Linked DNA regions of Mus musculus: regions 1, 3, 4 and 5 are each linked to region 2. The links are chromatin contacts, called in public Hi-C, HiChIP or PLAC-seq and promoter capture Hi-C maps. All regions are on one chromosome and are shown on one strand. Each heading gives the region's core, a stretch centred on a gene start, on an enhancer-like site or on the middle of the called end of the contact. The rest is flanking DNA. Distances are from core to core; before and after follow the strand shown. Region 1 holds the start of Fancg (Fanconi anemia, complementation group G). Region 2 holds the start of Atp8b5 (ATPase, class I, type 8B, member 5). Region 3 holds the start of Spaar (small regulatory polypeptide of amino acid response). Region 4 holds the start of Npr2 (natriuretic peptide receptor 2). Region 5 holds the start of Gba2 (glucosidase beta 2).

Evidence for each region. Promoter capture Hi-C pulls out the DNA fragments that hold promoters and counts their contacts. A called contact is a pair of places that touch in the nucleus more often than the background predicts. HiChIP or PLAC-seq counts read pairs in DNA pulled down with a chosen protein or histone mark. Capture Hi-C pulls out chosen DNA fragments and counts their contacts.
Region 1: a Hi-C map of the G1E-ER4 cell line shows a contact between it and region 2, with 2.2 times the contacts expected there. The contact joins the promoter of Fancg here to the promoter of Atp8b5 in region 2. A contact is called at or near these places in 2 of 39 promoter capture datasets (cranial neural crest and neural stem cells), 2 of 484 Hi-C or Micro-C datasets (the G1E-ER4 cell line and epidermal suprabasal cells), 2 of 115 datasets of contacts at active chromatin or transcription factors (embryonic limb bud and embryonic stem cells) and 2 of 9 other capture datasets (adipose tissue and liver).
Region 3: a promoter capture Hi-C map of liver shows a contact between it and region 2, with 2.4 times the contacts expected there. The contact joins the promoter of Spaar here to the promoter of Atp8b5 in region 2. A contact is called at or near these places in 8 of 39 promoter capture datasets (the C10 cell line, the HPC-7 cell line, cranial neural crest and 4 more) and 2 of 9 other capture datasets (liver and macrophages).
Region 4: a contact with region 2 is called in a promoter capture Hi-C map of the C10 cell line. The contact joins the promoter of Npr2 here to the promoter of Atp8b5 in region 2. A contact is called at or near these places in 6 of 39 promoter capture datasets (the C10 cell line, cranial neural crest, frontonasal cranial neural crest and 3 more), 1 of 115 datasets of contacts at active chromatin or transcription factors (double positive thymocytes) and 1 of 9 other capture datasets (pancreatic islet).
Region 5: a contact with region 2 is called in an H3K4me3 HiChIP or PLAC-seq map of bone marrow-derived macrophages, with 2.5 times the contacts expected there. The contact joins the promoter of Gba2 here to the promoter of Atp8b5 in region 2. A contact is called at or near these places in 1 of 39 promoter capture datasets (frontonasal cranial neural crest), 1 of 484 Hi-C or Micro-C datasets (myeloid progenitors), 3 of 115 datasets of contacts at active chromatin or transcription factors (bone marrow-derived macrophages and embryonic forebrain) and 2 of 9 other capture datasets (liver and pancreatic islet).

What each region holds. Positions count from the first base shown.
Region 1 is chr4:43,008,962-43,011,661 of GRCm38.p6, reverse strand. It overlaps Fancg (Fanconi anemia, complementation group G), which reads left to right and starts at 1,361. Exons shown (of 14, transcript NM_053081.2): 1 at 1,361-1,660; 2 at 1,862-1,955; 3 at 2,383-2,514. The coding sequence starts at 1,565.
Region 2 is chr4:43,265,903-43,268,612 of GRCm38.p6, reverse strand. It overlaps Atp8b5 (ATPase, class I, type 8B, member 5), which reads right to left and starts at 1,454. Exons shown (of 29, transcript NM_177195.3): 1 at 1,371-1,454.
Region 3 is chr4:43,728,728-43,731,427 of GRCm38.p6, reverse strand. Spaar (small regulatory polypeptide of amino acid response) reads right to left here and starts at 1,394. Exons shown (of 2, transcript NM_001348108.1): 1 at 1,264-1,394; 2 at 1-848. The coding sequence starts at 463. The coding sequence ends at 236.
Region 4 is chr4:43,630,590-43,633,302 of GRCm38.p6, reverse strand. It overlaps Npr2 (natriuretic peptide receptor 2), which reads right to left and starts at 1,368. Exons shown (of 22, transcript NM_173788.4): 1 at 452-1,368. The coding sequence starts at 1,118.
Region 5 is chr4:43,577,508-43,580,207 of GRCm38.p6, reverse strand. It overlaps Gba2 (glucosidase beta 2), which reads left to right and starts at 1,344. Exons shown (of 17, transcript NM_172692.3): 1 at 1,344-2,192. The coding sequence starts at 1,861. It overlaps Rgp1 (RAB6A GEF compex partner 1), which reads right to left and starts at 1,473. Exons shown (of 9, transcript NM_172866.3): 1 at 1,205-1,473; 2 at 699-833; 3 at 185-321. The coding sequence starts at 814.

The sequences.
Region 1 (2,700 bases), core at 112-2,611, 260 kb after region 2:
TTGAGAGGCAGAGACAGGCTAATCTCTGTGAGTTTGAGGCCAGCCTGGTGTACAGAGGGTGTTCCAGGGCATCAGGGCTACACAGAGAAAGCCTCTCTGGAAAAGAAAAAGAACACAACAACCACCACCACTGCACCCCCCCCCCCCCGCACCTCCACCCAAAAAAGAAACAACAACAACAACAACAACAACAACAAAACTCTCATTGCCTGCTGGATAAGATGGTGCACACCTGTAATTCTAGCACTTGAGAGGCTCAGGCAGGAGGATCACCATCAGGTGGAGGTTGCAAAGCCAGTACCAGGCCAGCCAGGATTACACAGTGAAACTCTCAAAAATATCATCGGGCTGTACAGACGGCTCGTCTTAAGAGTACTTAGTGCTCGTGCAGGCCCTCAGGCCTGTGTTCAAGGTTGGTTCCCAGTGCCCATGTCAGGTGGCTAAGGACTAAAATTCAAATCCAGGGCATTGGGCATCTCTGCCCATCAGTCCTGCATGCACTCACATGTACCTACCCATAAACAGACGCATAAACGTAATTTTAAAAAACACAAAATAAAAACAAGCCTTCAAAAATGATAACAACAAGGCAAAAGCAAATCTTGTTAAACCTGTGAAAGTGATTTCTTGTTTTCTAAGCTTTTTATTTGGGGCTCTTTTTTTTTTCTTTTTCTAGACAGGGTTTCTCTGTATAGCCCTGACTGTCCAAGAACTCACTTTGTAGACCAGGCTCAGAAATCTGCCTGCCTTTGTCTCCCCAGTGCTGGGATTAAAGGCGTGTGCCACCACGCCCAGCTTTATTTGGGGCTCTTGTATGTCTTTTGTGAAGTGTTTTGAGTTGCTGCTACCATATACATAGTGTCAAGTACTTTTTTTCTCCTTCCTTTCTGCGTAGGAATGTCCGATTCTCCGCGTTTTTTGTTTTTTTGTTTTTCTCAAAGAGAAAGGATGAGATTACCAAGGGCTTCAGTCTCCTGTCCTTAGTTTTCGGGAGACATTTTCTTCCGGGGTTGGGGGGTTGGGTGGGGGTAGGGATGGGTGATGAGGAATCTTTTCTTGGGCGTTCTCCACAGTACTACAACTCCCAGCAAACACCGCGCGGTCCGTCTTCCAGCCACGGAGCGGGGAAACCTGGACTGCCGTTGGTTCTAAGGCAGAGCGCCGCCAGAGACTGGTGCCAAGACCCACTCCTCCTAAACTAGCCTCAACACTCTGACCCCCGCGGAGGCCCTGCAGACCCAGCAGTTCGTCCTTGGCATGTGGCTGGCCTCCTGTCTCCCCGCCTCCTTGTTCCGGGTTTCTTTTCAGTTTCCCGCGGAACCGTCTCTTGAAGACAACCAACCGCGGCCGAGAGTGTTGCAGCTTGGCCAACCACAGGCGCGGTGGGTGGTGGCGGGGACTGAGAGGTGGGTTTCTGGTCAGGGAGAGCAAGCCCGGCTGCGACCCGGGGGGAGTCCGGTGGGGTGCAGAAGTGGCTTCTTGCGGTTAGGGTGAAGACACCGGTGGGACCAGCCTCCACCCATGAAAAGACCCCTTCGGGTAACAGTGATCTACCTCGGCGACAATGTCCAGCCAGGTCATTCCAGCCCTCCCCAAAACATTTTCCAGTAGCCTGGACCTGTGGAGGGAAAAGAACGACCAGCTTGTTAGACAGGCTAAGGTAATGTGGTTGCTGGGACTCTCACCTTGTACCCTCAAGATGTCAGAAAGCGGCTTTGTAATGATCTCACCCTAGTCTAGGGGGAAGGAACAGAGCTTGACCTCCGTCCTTAGAAACAGAAGTGACAGGAATATGTGTCCCTCCCTGTCTCTGTTACAAGGGAGAAAGACTGATCCTTAATGCCTCCCTACATAATTTCAGCAACTCACCAGGGATTCTCGTCCCTCTCTGAGGCGACAGCAATCGGCCCAAGACACACTGGAAGGGCTTAGGGAACTCCTCCTCACTCTACAAGGTAAGAACGACCTTCCAGAAGGTTCAGTTCCCCCCTCAGACCACCCCGCAAATCACCAGCATTCAAAGATGAGCTTCTTTTACGAGGTTCTAGGATTGAGGTGATTTTCCTAGGGCTTATGGAGTCCTGCGTAAAGCCCAGAAGAGACTGGGTGGGATTGTCTTTCAGTAGCTTAATTCCTTCTTCTTTTCACACACACACACACACACACACACACACACACACACACACACACACACACACAGGAACATTTGAAGAGGTGATTTTCAGGAGATTTAGAGAACTTCCTGCTCTTTCCAAAGTTGTCTGAGCAAAAACTGAATTCCTTCTTGAAGCCTTGGTTGGAGTGGGGTTGGTCTCTGGGTTGGAAACCATTTGGGCTGTGTTTCATGGGACAGCCTGTGAGACCAGCATCCTGTCGCTCCAGGACTCCCTGCTGCTGTCCCCGCTCTCCCCTTGGAGCTGACTGTCCTCTGTAATTGTATAATCCTGAGGGCTAGCCTAGTCCAGGCTTTCACTGAAGATCTTACCCAGGATCTTCAAAGGGGCCTCGAAAGAGGTAAGGTCTCCTCTGCTCCTGGTAGTTTCAGTTTGGATTTAGGGATGAGGCTGGGGGGTGAGAGGAACATCTGTCCACGGAGACAGATGTTCTTTTCTAATCCTCTGTATGTTCCTCAGACTAGGCAGGTGTATTATTGTAGTCTTTGGGCTCTTTCAGAAAGGAAAACCCAGAGAGTATAGGGAG
Region 2 (2,710 bases), core at 205-2,704:
ATGAATACCTGACATATACAGTAATTGCTCAACAAATATACTTTCCTTGAACTTGGGACTAAGCAAAACAAATTCCTTAAAAGTTACTTTTTCAGGCCAGGCGTGGTGGCACACCCCTTTAGTCCCAGCACTAGGGAGGCAGAGGCAGGCAGATTTCTGAGTTGGCTATACAGAGAAACCCTGTCTAAAAACCAAAAAACAAAAAAAAGTTACTTTTTCAGAACATAGAGGCTCCTGCATAATACTTCTTTATTCACATAGAGAAAATGTATATTTTCAAAGTTCTTTTATGTATATGAGTCCACTTCACCCGTCTGAGTTAGATATGGAAGGAATTACCACTCCAAATAACAATCCAGCAAACTGTTACACTAAAGACCAGACTCGTGAACAGCATGTATCAGAGCTGAGACCCACATTTATATCTTCTGATTCCAGCTTCAATACATCTTTGCCATTTTATGTTGCTTTTTCAGCTTTGTCTTTTTGCTCTTGGGTCTGGAAAGACCATGCAGGGGTCAGTCAAAACATGCTAAAGGGAGTAATTCTATCCTTTAAAAATCCACTAGTTCAGACCTTCTAACCTGAAAATTTTCCTACTTTTCTTTTGTTTAAAACTGTATCAAGGGGCTGGCTGGAGAGAGACTGCTCTCTCAGTGGCATTGGGGTCCCAGCATCCACATGGCAGCTCCTATCTGTCTCTAACTACGGTCCCAAGGGATCTGATGGCCTTCAAGGACACCAAGTACAATTTATACTTGTGATCGTAGCAGCAGGGAGGCAGAGGCAGGAGGATCAGTACAAGTTCTAGGGCAGTCTGGTCTATGCAGTGAGTTTTAAGCCAGTTAGGGCTATCCATCAAGACCCTGTTTCGAAGCAAAGAAAGAATGTCTACCTTGGCAGTTCCTCAGATAGATAGACACCTACTTATTCACATTAGAAAGTTCGTGGTAGAGAGTTTAATTTTTCCTGCCAAGTAGGCATTAAAAGGAAAAGAATGATAGCAAATGCCCAGGAATATTAAGAGTCTTGGGGAAATGAGCAAATTTCCTTAGCTACCAGGGATATGACACAGCTGGGAGACTTAGGGTTAACCTGCTTTACGGAATAAATGGACAAATGTGTGCCCTGTGGGAGCAACCTGGGGGAGGATAAAGACTCTTTGGAAATGTCTGGATAGACATCTCAGGGAGTGCCAGGGAAACCTGTATATCTGAGGAGTACTGACAGAGTTCTCTTGGTGAGTATTACAATAATTCTCAAAGAAGTAGGAGGATGAATAACCACTCGGTAGTTCAAGTAACATAAGGTCTCCAAGCAATGCTGTCAGAAAGAAAACCGTAACTTCTCCTCGGGCGCCCCCTACTTACCGTCGCCTCACAGCCTCCTACTCCAGCAACCTCCATCTTAACGCACCTTTCTGCGCTTGTGCCACAGAACCACAGCTTCCGCCCAGAGCTGGACCCGCCCGCCCACGCGCTGCCGCGAGCTCGTCTCCCGCCACGCCCCTTTCTGCAGATACTGAAGCTGGAAAGTCTGGCTTTGAAGTAGTTGAGTCCTAAATCCCTGAGATGGCCAAGTCCTGAGATGAAATCCTCAGATCCTTCCAGGGGCTAACTGCATGCTAATGAGGGGAGAATAACAAAGGGGCGTGCTGCCCAGAGTTGGTGGGGTCCAGATGGCTTCCCAGAGGTGACAGACTGAAAGGTAGTGTGGAAGGGGTGACTGGAAATTAACAAGAATGGACACAAGAATGTAAAATGGCACTGAGGGCAAATTCAGCTGCGGAATTGTGTGTATGGGTATGTGTGATGGGTATGTGGAGGGCACTCCTGGAGGGGTTTAAGTTTTAGCTTAGAAGCCACTGTGACCACTGAGTAGCTTTTTTTTTTTAAATTAGATTTTCTTCATTTACATTTCAAATGATATCCCCTAAGTCCCCAATACCAACCCCACCCCCTTGCCCTGCTCCCCAACCCACCCACACCCCCTTCCTGGCCCTGGCATTCCCCTGTACTGGGGCATATAATCTTCGCAAGACCAAGTGGCTTTTAACTGAAGAGGAAAGAGGACGGACCCAGAGAGATGGCTTAGTGGTTAAAAGCACTTGTTCTTGCAGAGAACATCCATATGGTGTTTCACAACCATCCACAACTCCAGTGCCAGGATCAGATGCCTTCTTTTGACCTCTGTGGGTACCAGGCACCCAGGTGGTGCATGCATACATGCAGGCAAAACACTCACATAAATGTAAATAAAACTTTAAAGTACTTTTTAAAAAGAGAGAGGGAGCAGGAACAAAGGCTGGGGTTTATCAGTGATGCAGAGGAGGGGAAATAAAAAATACTACGAGGAACTAGGAGTTAGAGTTCCTGATAGGCAAATATATGAGAGGGGCCATGACTAAGTAATAAAGACTGTGAACTTCCAAGATGCCTGGCTGCTTCTTCACCCTCTTGACCTGAGACAAAGGTCTGGAAATAAATAATAATAATAATAATAATAATAATAATAATAATAATAATAATAATAATATTGTCTTGTGGGATTTTTTTTTACCTCCTCCTGTCAGTGGAGCCCCTGCTGATGGAGTGCCTCAGCAAGCTCAAGGCCAGATCAGGACATATTTACACAACAGTTATGGGCCAACCAACCCCAAATTAGGAGAGGAAGCCCCTTCACACTTTACAAGTTCCTAGCCATCAAGAAG
Region 3 (2,700 bases), core at 145-2,644, 460 kb before region 2:
GTGAGTAGAGCCTAGCTGATCGTTCAGCTCAGAGGTAACTCACACCTGGTCCTGACACCTCAGCTCCCCAGGGAGAGAGGGAAGAGCGAGCCAGAATGGAGGGAGGCAAGAAGTTTGTGAAACGTAGAAGGATACGGATGGAGAGCTGGGAGGAGTGAGACACCAGACACTGCTTATTGAAGGGGCAGATGGGTCTGACCCACTAGCAGAATAAATGTCGAGGGAATTGCCAACCTCACACAACAGTCCAGAAGTTCTGGGGCCGCGGCAGTGGCCGGGATTGGAGAGCCGGCCCCGTGAAGAGCGACGCCTCCTGGTGAAACGTGGCCACGGTGAAGCTACGTCTGGAGCTGCGCTCTGGGTCTTGGGTGTGTGAGTCATAGCTGAAGTAGCAGAGGATGCAGGTAATGGCCATGGTGATGACAAAAAGCACTGCCACCATCCCAATCACCGCGGTCTCCATGATTTCTGAGTGGCACTTGTCACACCGAACACGGTGGGTGGTCTCTGAGTCTTAGTGTCCCAACAGAAGCTGGGGCTGTTGGCCAGGACAAGCAAGCGGCTTCTCCTATGCCTCCTTCTAAGACTCGGCTCTGAGGCCTTGAACTGTGCCACCGTAGGCCACCAAATCCTTCTGCTGGAGTCAGATGATCTTCGGTCTAGTTTTAACCTCAGGTCAGACCTCCAAGAGCTGTGGTCGGCTCTACTGGCAGCTGCTAAGAAGCACTATCAGGAAAGCTGTAAGCAAATGAGTCCCTCGACATGGAAGGGGCAAGGGAAGGAGGAGCAGAGATGTTGCTAAGACGGAAGCCAGGCCCACGAGCAACGCCTCAGGACTTCAAGAGTTACTGATTAAAAAAAAAAAAATCTAGTGACTATACAAAATTCCTCTCGCCTAGCAGGACCCAGGAAGAGTCTGAATCCTCCCTGGGAAGGACCCAGGGTCAGCAATTGGCCTCTCTGCTGCCTTCCCAGGCTGTGCACCTAGGCTGGGAGGCAGGGGTGGAGAAAGATACCAGCAAGTGGAGGTGGAGTGGGGGGCGGGGCAGCGCACACAGGGGCTTGCAGGAAGGGAGATAGGAGAGTAAGAGTCGGCTGTACTTGACCTCATTTTCTGTGCAGGGTTGGGAAGTGTGGTGTATATTCGGAAGGACCTCCTCCAACCCCTTCATTGCATCACAGGGTTCTTTTGCATCATATGCCCCACCCCCATTTGCTGCCGACCGGGGCCCACTACTCACATGGGGTGCTGTGAAGGCTTACCTTGGACTCCAATAGTGCCATGTATCCTGACTGTATCTGGAGCTGGTGACCCCCTGTCTGGTGACCACCCCAGGTGGCCATGCTTCTCCCTCCCAAGCCTGCAGTGTTTTTGTTGGTGCTGCCTGGAATTTGGCTCGGGGATGCTAGAGCAGCTGTGAGTACTTCCTGAATCTCTTCCTCCAATTGTGATTGGGGGCCTATGACCCACAGCCACCACCTTCCCGGCTACAGCACTTAACCCGCCCCACACACTTGCGGACTCATTAACTGACCCTTGAGAGTATCAGGGAAGGGAGCCCGGCCCGAGCCCACTCACACCCAGTTCCTCTTGAGACTATCCCACATTGAGCGAGGAGTGTATTATCAGCCTGAAGAAATAGTACTTCTGGGTACTGAACATAGCCAGGCACTGTCTCTCTCATAAACATTGGTCCCACAGCCCTGTGCAGTAATAGGTCCTCAATTTTACAGGGACATACATGATGGTCTCAGAGCAGATATGCCTGACCAGATCTGCTTCTAGTGAGTCACAGGGATGGCACCCAATGGCAAAACAGCCGTTCCCTGTCTCCACCCCAACTCGCTCTTCCTGGGACCATACAATCGAGTGATTTCCCTGATTCTGCCGTTTGTCTGACCAGGACCCCCTGGCCCCCAGAAGAGAGAGAGAGAGAGAGAGAGAGAGAGAGAGAGAGAATGAGAGAGAGAGAATGAGAGAGAGAGCTGTGCCCAAGGTCATGCAGCCAGAAACTTTCCCAGTTTCTCCAAGGTCCAAGAGAACTTCAGTAGCAGTATGGGCAAACAGCCCACTCACAGGACAGGAGAGTAAACAATATACTGCCCTGTTCTACCACAGCCCCTCTTCTAAGATGCTCTGACAATCAGGGCTCATCCTCCACAAGGGTACTGTAGGGTAGCTCGTTGAATCCCCAACATCGCCTGGTGGGGTTGGGAGCTGGGCCCTAGAGACTGTTGCAACCTTTTATCTTGCTTCTCCTTTGCCTGTTCTTCTAGCGTGCTGGGGAGAACAGGCCAGCATTTTCAACAGGAATGCAGGAAGCTTGTCCGGCCCCGTTTCCTTTTCTGCCTAACCTCTTCCCTCTTTCCCATCTTTGGTGTATCTGTAAAATTCCCGTGAAGCTGCAGTGGGCAGGTCTGCAGCAATGCAGGTGGCTGTAGCTAGAGAGGGACAAGGGTGGAGGGCTGGACTGGGCTAAGCCCGGCAGTGAGGAAAGAGGGATGGGTGTGAAGGACTCCAGAGAGAGAGAGAGATCTGTCCATCAGACCTTTGGTCCACTTTCCCAGTGCAGAAACCCAGTGCAGCTGTCAGTGTGAATTTGCCTCTTCCCTTCCTCACTGGTCACCCCTCGCCTAGTCCTCGCACAGTCCCCTGGGAAACAGAAGGAAAGAGGACATTCTATTCCAGTGAGTCACTGA
Region 4 (2,713 bases), core at 119-2,618, 360 kb before region 2:
GCCCCTCCTTCCCCCAAAGCTGTGTTTGCTAGACTTCACAGCCCCCACGTCCCCTCCTGCCTACCTCTCCCTAGGCTCACAAGCACTTGTGCTCACAATTTTTGTGTGAGCCTTACCTGCTTTCCCAATCAAACCTGAACCCATAGAGTCATCTCTATGCTACCAAGAGGCTTTGTGTTCCAATCTAAGGGGTCTCTGCTCACAGACAGGTGCACATTTCAGATCAGACATCACCCACATCCACTACTCAAACCCCAGCCCCAGGCTCAGCCTTGCTGACCTCTGACTGATGCCAGGTTCTCTCAGGAGCTCTGTCCTCAAAAGTTCCTCCATCCCAACCATCACATAGAACTCTCCCCTTCCTATCTCTGCCTATTTCTCTGTGTTGCACTGCTCCAGGGACATAGCGGCCCACCTCCCCTGTTTCTAAAACAGCCCGGGCCACACTTACTGCGCCCGTTGGCTCTGATGAAGTGGGTGGCTTGCTCAGGGCCACCTGGCTCTCGGGCATACACCTGGTGCTGCACACTGAGGTTGCTGCCCTGCAGGGCCTCAAAGACGCCCTCGATGGTGAAGTAGTGGGGCCGGTCATCTGTGCGAGCATCCAGATACAGCAAAGCAGCCCGAGCTGTCCAATTGAAGTGCCCGTGCAATGTCACTACAAACTCACCCAGCTTGGGCGCAGAGGGGCCAGTGCGAACCAGGGTACGATAATGCTCATTCTTAGCTGCAAAGCCAGAGGCCACTGCCCCCGCAGTCAGGAGGGGAAGGCGCCAGTGTGAGGCAAAGCGAGCCACAGAGGCAGCGGGGTACACACAACCGGGGCCCAACAGAAGGTCGGGGTCATGGTACAGCTTGAGGTCCACAGCGCGCAGTGGTGCCAGGTACTCAGAGCAGGCGCCGTCTAGTTCGGAGCTGACAAACCGCAGGTCCACGGGCAGTGCCCGGCCCAGTGCCTCCACAGCCAGTGCCACAGCAGGACCCACCCGTGGCCAGGCCCAGGCATAGCTCAGGTTGTGTTCTGGCAGCACCACCGCCAGCGTCAGGTTCCGTGCCCCCGGAGGACGCACCCCACCTGCCAGGGCTGCCACCACCAGCAGCAGGGATGGCAGTGCCATGGGGATAGAGCAGCTGACCCACGGTCCCCCGAACCAGGGGCCGCTCTGGCCTACTGGGCAGGCACAAGCGCCACCCAGCCTGGAGCCTGGGGAAGAGGGCCAGGAAGAGAAGTGGGGGCAAGCTTAGTCGGCCCGGATACAGAAAGTGCTGGGGACCACGCAAGAAGAGGATGGGGGGAAACCTGGGTCGGGAAGGAGTGGGCTACCAGCCCACAGCCAGGTCCAGGGACTAAGGATAGGGTGGCAGAAGGAAGAAGAGACCAAGGGGGCCTGCGACCGGGATGAGGACAGTGAGAGGTGAAGTAGCCTGACAATTCCAAGCCGAGAAGGGAGGAATCTGAGCCTGGGATGGGGTAGGGACTTGGGGGAGGCTGGCACAAAGAAACGGCCCGGGGACACCTCACAGCTGATCGGGCCGGGAGAGCAAAGAGCTGCGAGAAGCCAGAGCCCCGGGCTGAGGTGGGAGGGCGCCCGCCGCGGAAGGACTGGGACATGGGCAGGCAGGGAGCGAAGCGAGGCCTGGGCCAGAGGGGAGGGAAAGGCAGGGGTGACTCTCCCAGTGACGGCTTCTCCCGAAGCTCCTGCCTGGACTAACGGGCCCGGGCGCTGGTCCCATCCGGAGCTGCGGCGGCCCCGCCCGTGTCCCCCGCTCCTCTCCGCTCCGCTTCTCCCGGGCCCGGCGGCCTGCGCTGCCCGCCGCTGCCTCCCGCCCCCCGCCTGGGCCCCCGCGCGCGCCGCTCGCTCGTCCAGGTCAGGTCGCCTCGGCCCGGCGCGTCTCCGCTCGCTGCGCCCGCGGCGGCGGCCGAGTGTGACTTCCCCGGCAGGCCGCCCGACCCCGCCCCTCCCCCTCCCCTCCCCGCCCGGCCCCACCCTCCGGCTGCTGCTGCCACCCCCACCCCTGCCTGGCGCCCAGGGACCTCCCAGTCCCCAAACCACCCGGTGAGCGCCCCAGGGGCTCAGCACCCCGGGCCTCTAGGCCAGCGAGGTTCATGGGCGTCCCCATACTGTAAGGGCCTTCCTCTGCTTCCCCCAAGCCCCTTGTGCACAGGACTGCTCCCATCTCACTCATGCCTGCCTTCTTCCCTTGACACCCCACTTTTCTTAGAGTCCATTCACTCAATCAGATTTCCGCAGATGCTCCAGTCTCCAGGAAACTGTCAGAAATCCCCAATCACTGGGTATCCATTTATTCCTGGGTAGGGAAAACTCTACCCATCTCCTCAACGCCAGAGTGCTTTTCCTCAGGCAGGAGGAAGTCAGACCCTCATGGCACCAAAGGACTCCATTCTTCTCGGATCTTTATGGAGTCCACGAGTCCTCCTCTTCCTGGGGACTCAACTCTCCACTCTGTTTCTGTCTCCACGGTCGTTCTGCTCTTATGCCTATTGGATCCATCAGCCATCTGTTCCCAGGGCCTTGTCCTTTTGTCTTCCTGAGCCACACTTGGTGGGAGCTTATGGACTGACTAAGCCTAACAGGCCTCAGCAATTAAAGTTCATTGTACCCCCACCTAGGGATCCACCTCACTCCTAAAATTCCAGGCTAGAAAGTTCATCCAGGTACCCCTTATCTGGAGTGCTGACCCCATCTGGAAG
Region 5 (2,700 bases), core at 95-2,594, 310 kb before region 2:
TTCTTTCTGTTGTAATAAGGTAAGTCTTATAGTCCCAAATCAAGCTACCTTCCCTTCCACCACTGATGTGTTGGTGACCATGTCATACAAGAACAACTTAACTTTACCCTGGGGTGACAATAACTTCCCCTCCCTCCATGACAAACACACACTCTCTCTCTCTCTCTCTCTCTCTCTCTCTAACCTCGGTGTGGCAGAAAGACAGTCTGGCTGTCAGGCTGGACGTCCGGCTGACTAGAGTCAGGGGGTGGCAGTGCTACTCGACTCTCGCTGGCATGGAACTGGCAGTGGATCTGGGCACTGGCCCAGGCCAGAGCCTCACTGTGGAAAAGGGAAACGAAGGTATGGGAACCTAGTTCTTGACTTCACCAATACTTTCTCTAGAAAACTGTCTGACCAAGATCACCAAGGTTAGATGACTATCTTAGTGACCAGGGAATCCAGAACCCCTGAAATAAAACCATTACACAACAACATCAAGTACATTGAACTCAAAAAGGAGTGATACCGGGAGGAGGAGCAAAGGAGAGTAAGGGGTCCTGCCATCCACATATTTGTTTAAAAGCCCTTCATTACAATGAGCAAGAAGGTGGTGATTGATGCTAGTGTAGTTACTGAACAACCAAAGCTCTAATTAGAACGAGCGATACCAGGCTTCCTCCCGGAAGGGCCACCACCTCCAATACCAGCATCCCCACCTGGATGCAGAAGTGGCGGTCGGGGGAAGGGGATTAGTGACAGTCACCACACATTCCAGAGCCTCCCCCGCCAGAAACACAGGACCTCTGCTCAGCTCAGCTACCACTTCGATCATGGCAGCTCCGGAACCAAATCTAGAAGGAAACAGAGTGCCAGAAGTCAGTACGGGGAAATGAAGGAAGGAGTGTTTAAGACCTAGGCTTAAGTCTAGACCTGAGTCCGAGGGGGGCAAGAAGTGGGTTGTTTTTTTTTTTTTTTTCAAGTTTCAGTGAGGGTGGGAAGCACTGGGGTTTAAGGAGCTGGTGGGGTGGCGGAAACTGACTCCGAACTGCCTGCGGGAGGGCGTCGCTTTAGCTCCAGACCTCCTTGCGCCCAGGGTTAGGCCCCTTGCGCCGCCTCCCAGGCCTGCCTCTGTCCCCGCTTCCCTCGAGGCTCCACGTCCTAGCCCAGGACATCGCCGCGCGTCTCCAAACTCAGATTCTTACGCATGGAGGTCCTCACCTACCCGCCCCTGCGAGACCGGCTCGGAGCTCGGTGGCATCCGCGGAGTCTGTCGCGCGGCAGAGGCGGGACTTCCTTTGTCACATTTCAGGGTTGAGGCGCCCCTTCCGGTCCGACTTGCGGGGTGCTTCCGGCCGGAAAGGGATCCGGTGGTCCCGGGTCTGCGGGTCACCTTCCCAGCGGTGGCACCTGAGCGTGGGCGCGGGGGATCCTGGCTGCAGGGACCCGGTACCCAGCCCTGGAGCCGCTGGAGCCGCAGCCCGGGGCGGGGCCGAAGGTCGCCGGGAGCTCCTGGGCGGGTCCCAGAGGCGGTGCTTTGCGGGCAGGTACCGCGGCACCGCCCCCGTCCGTGGAGCTGGTCGGCCCTCGGCCGGGCGTGCTAATCACCGCGGCCCAATGACAACAAGGCCCAACCCTTCCCGCCTAGGATCTAGAGACGCGACCCAGGGAGAGGCCGTGGCGACTTTGTTGCTGTAGCCGCTGCTGCAGCAGCAGGAGCTCTCTGACTTTACCCAGATACCAACGTCCCACGGCTTTCCCCAGCATCGGGCCCTCCCGGACTGCACCTAACTGCAACTGGCATCAGCGTTTTGAAACGTCAGAAACCTGTCAGAGGGAACCGAGGCCACCGGGGTCGTGAGGACCCAGGATCCAGTGAACATGGTAACCTGCGTCCCGGCCTCAGAGCAGGTCGGCTGTGCCGAAAGAGATTCCCAAGTTTATTGTGAAGATACTGGCGGCACTGAGGCTGTGCGGGTTACAGACTGCGGGAGCCCCGAGGATAGTGGACCCCAGGATGAACCAAGCTACTGCAATTCAGAGGACTCTGGGCAGCTGATGGCCTCCTACGAGGGTAAAGCTAGGGGCTACCAGGTGCCTCCTTTTGGCTGGCGGATCTGCTTGGCTCACGAGTTTGCAGAGAAGAGGAGACCTTTTCAAGCTAACAACATCTCTCTCAGTAATTTGGTAAAGCACCTCGGTATGGGCTTGAGGTGAGTGGATTCCGTTGCCTAGAACGCCGTGGTTCCTATGATCCCATTCAGGCTCCCTGCCTAGGTTGGAAAGGTGGGCAAGCTGCTGGGCTCCTAGTTCTATTCCAGCCAGGTATACCATATCCCCTGCATTCTTTAGCCCTGCAGTTTTTGAGGGTGGAACTGAAGAACATTTTGTTTTTCCTTCATCCCTCTTTTCCTAGCATCTTGTCTTCTCGGAGCATTTAGTCCTGAAGTCAGTCTTTCCTATTTAACTGCTGGTCCCCCTTCCCCCCACCCCCACCCCCACCATGCACTTCCTCTTTCCCAGGCGTCCCTTTGAGATTAGCTATAATTTGTAACACGGTAGGAGAACGCCAGTCTCTGCTGTGCTTGATACAGTGTTTTATTTTTTGGAAGAGGAGGTTCTTTAGGCTGCATTACCCTGGCAGCTGACACCTTCTGTGTACCTTATTTAAGCGCATGCTTCTTCAGTCCCAGAATTCTTATGTCTCTATCCTCAAGCTCT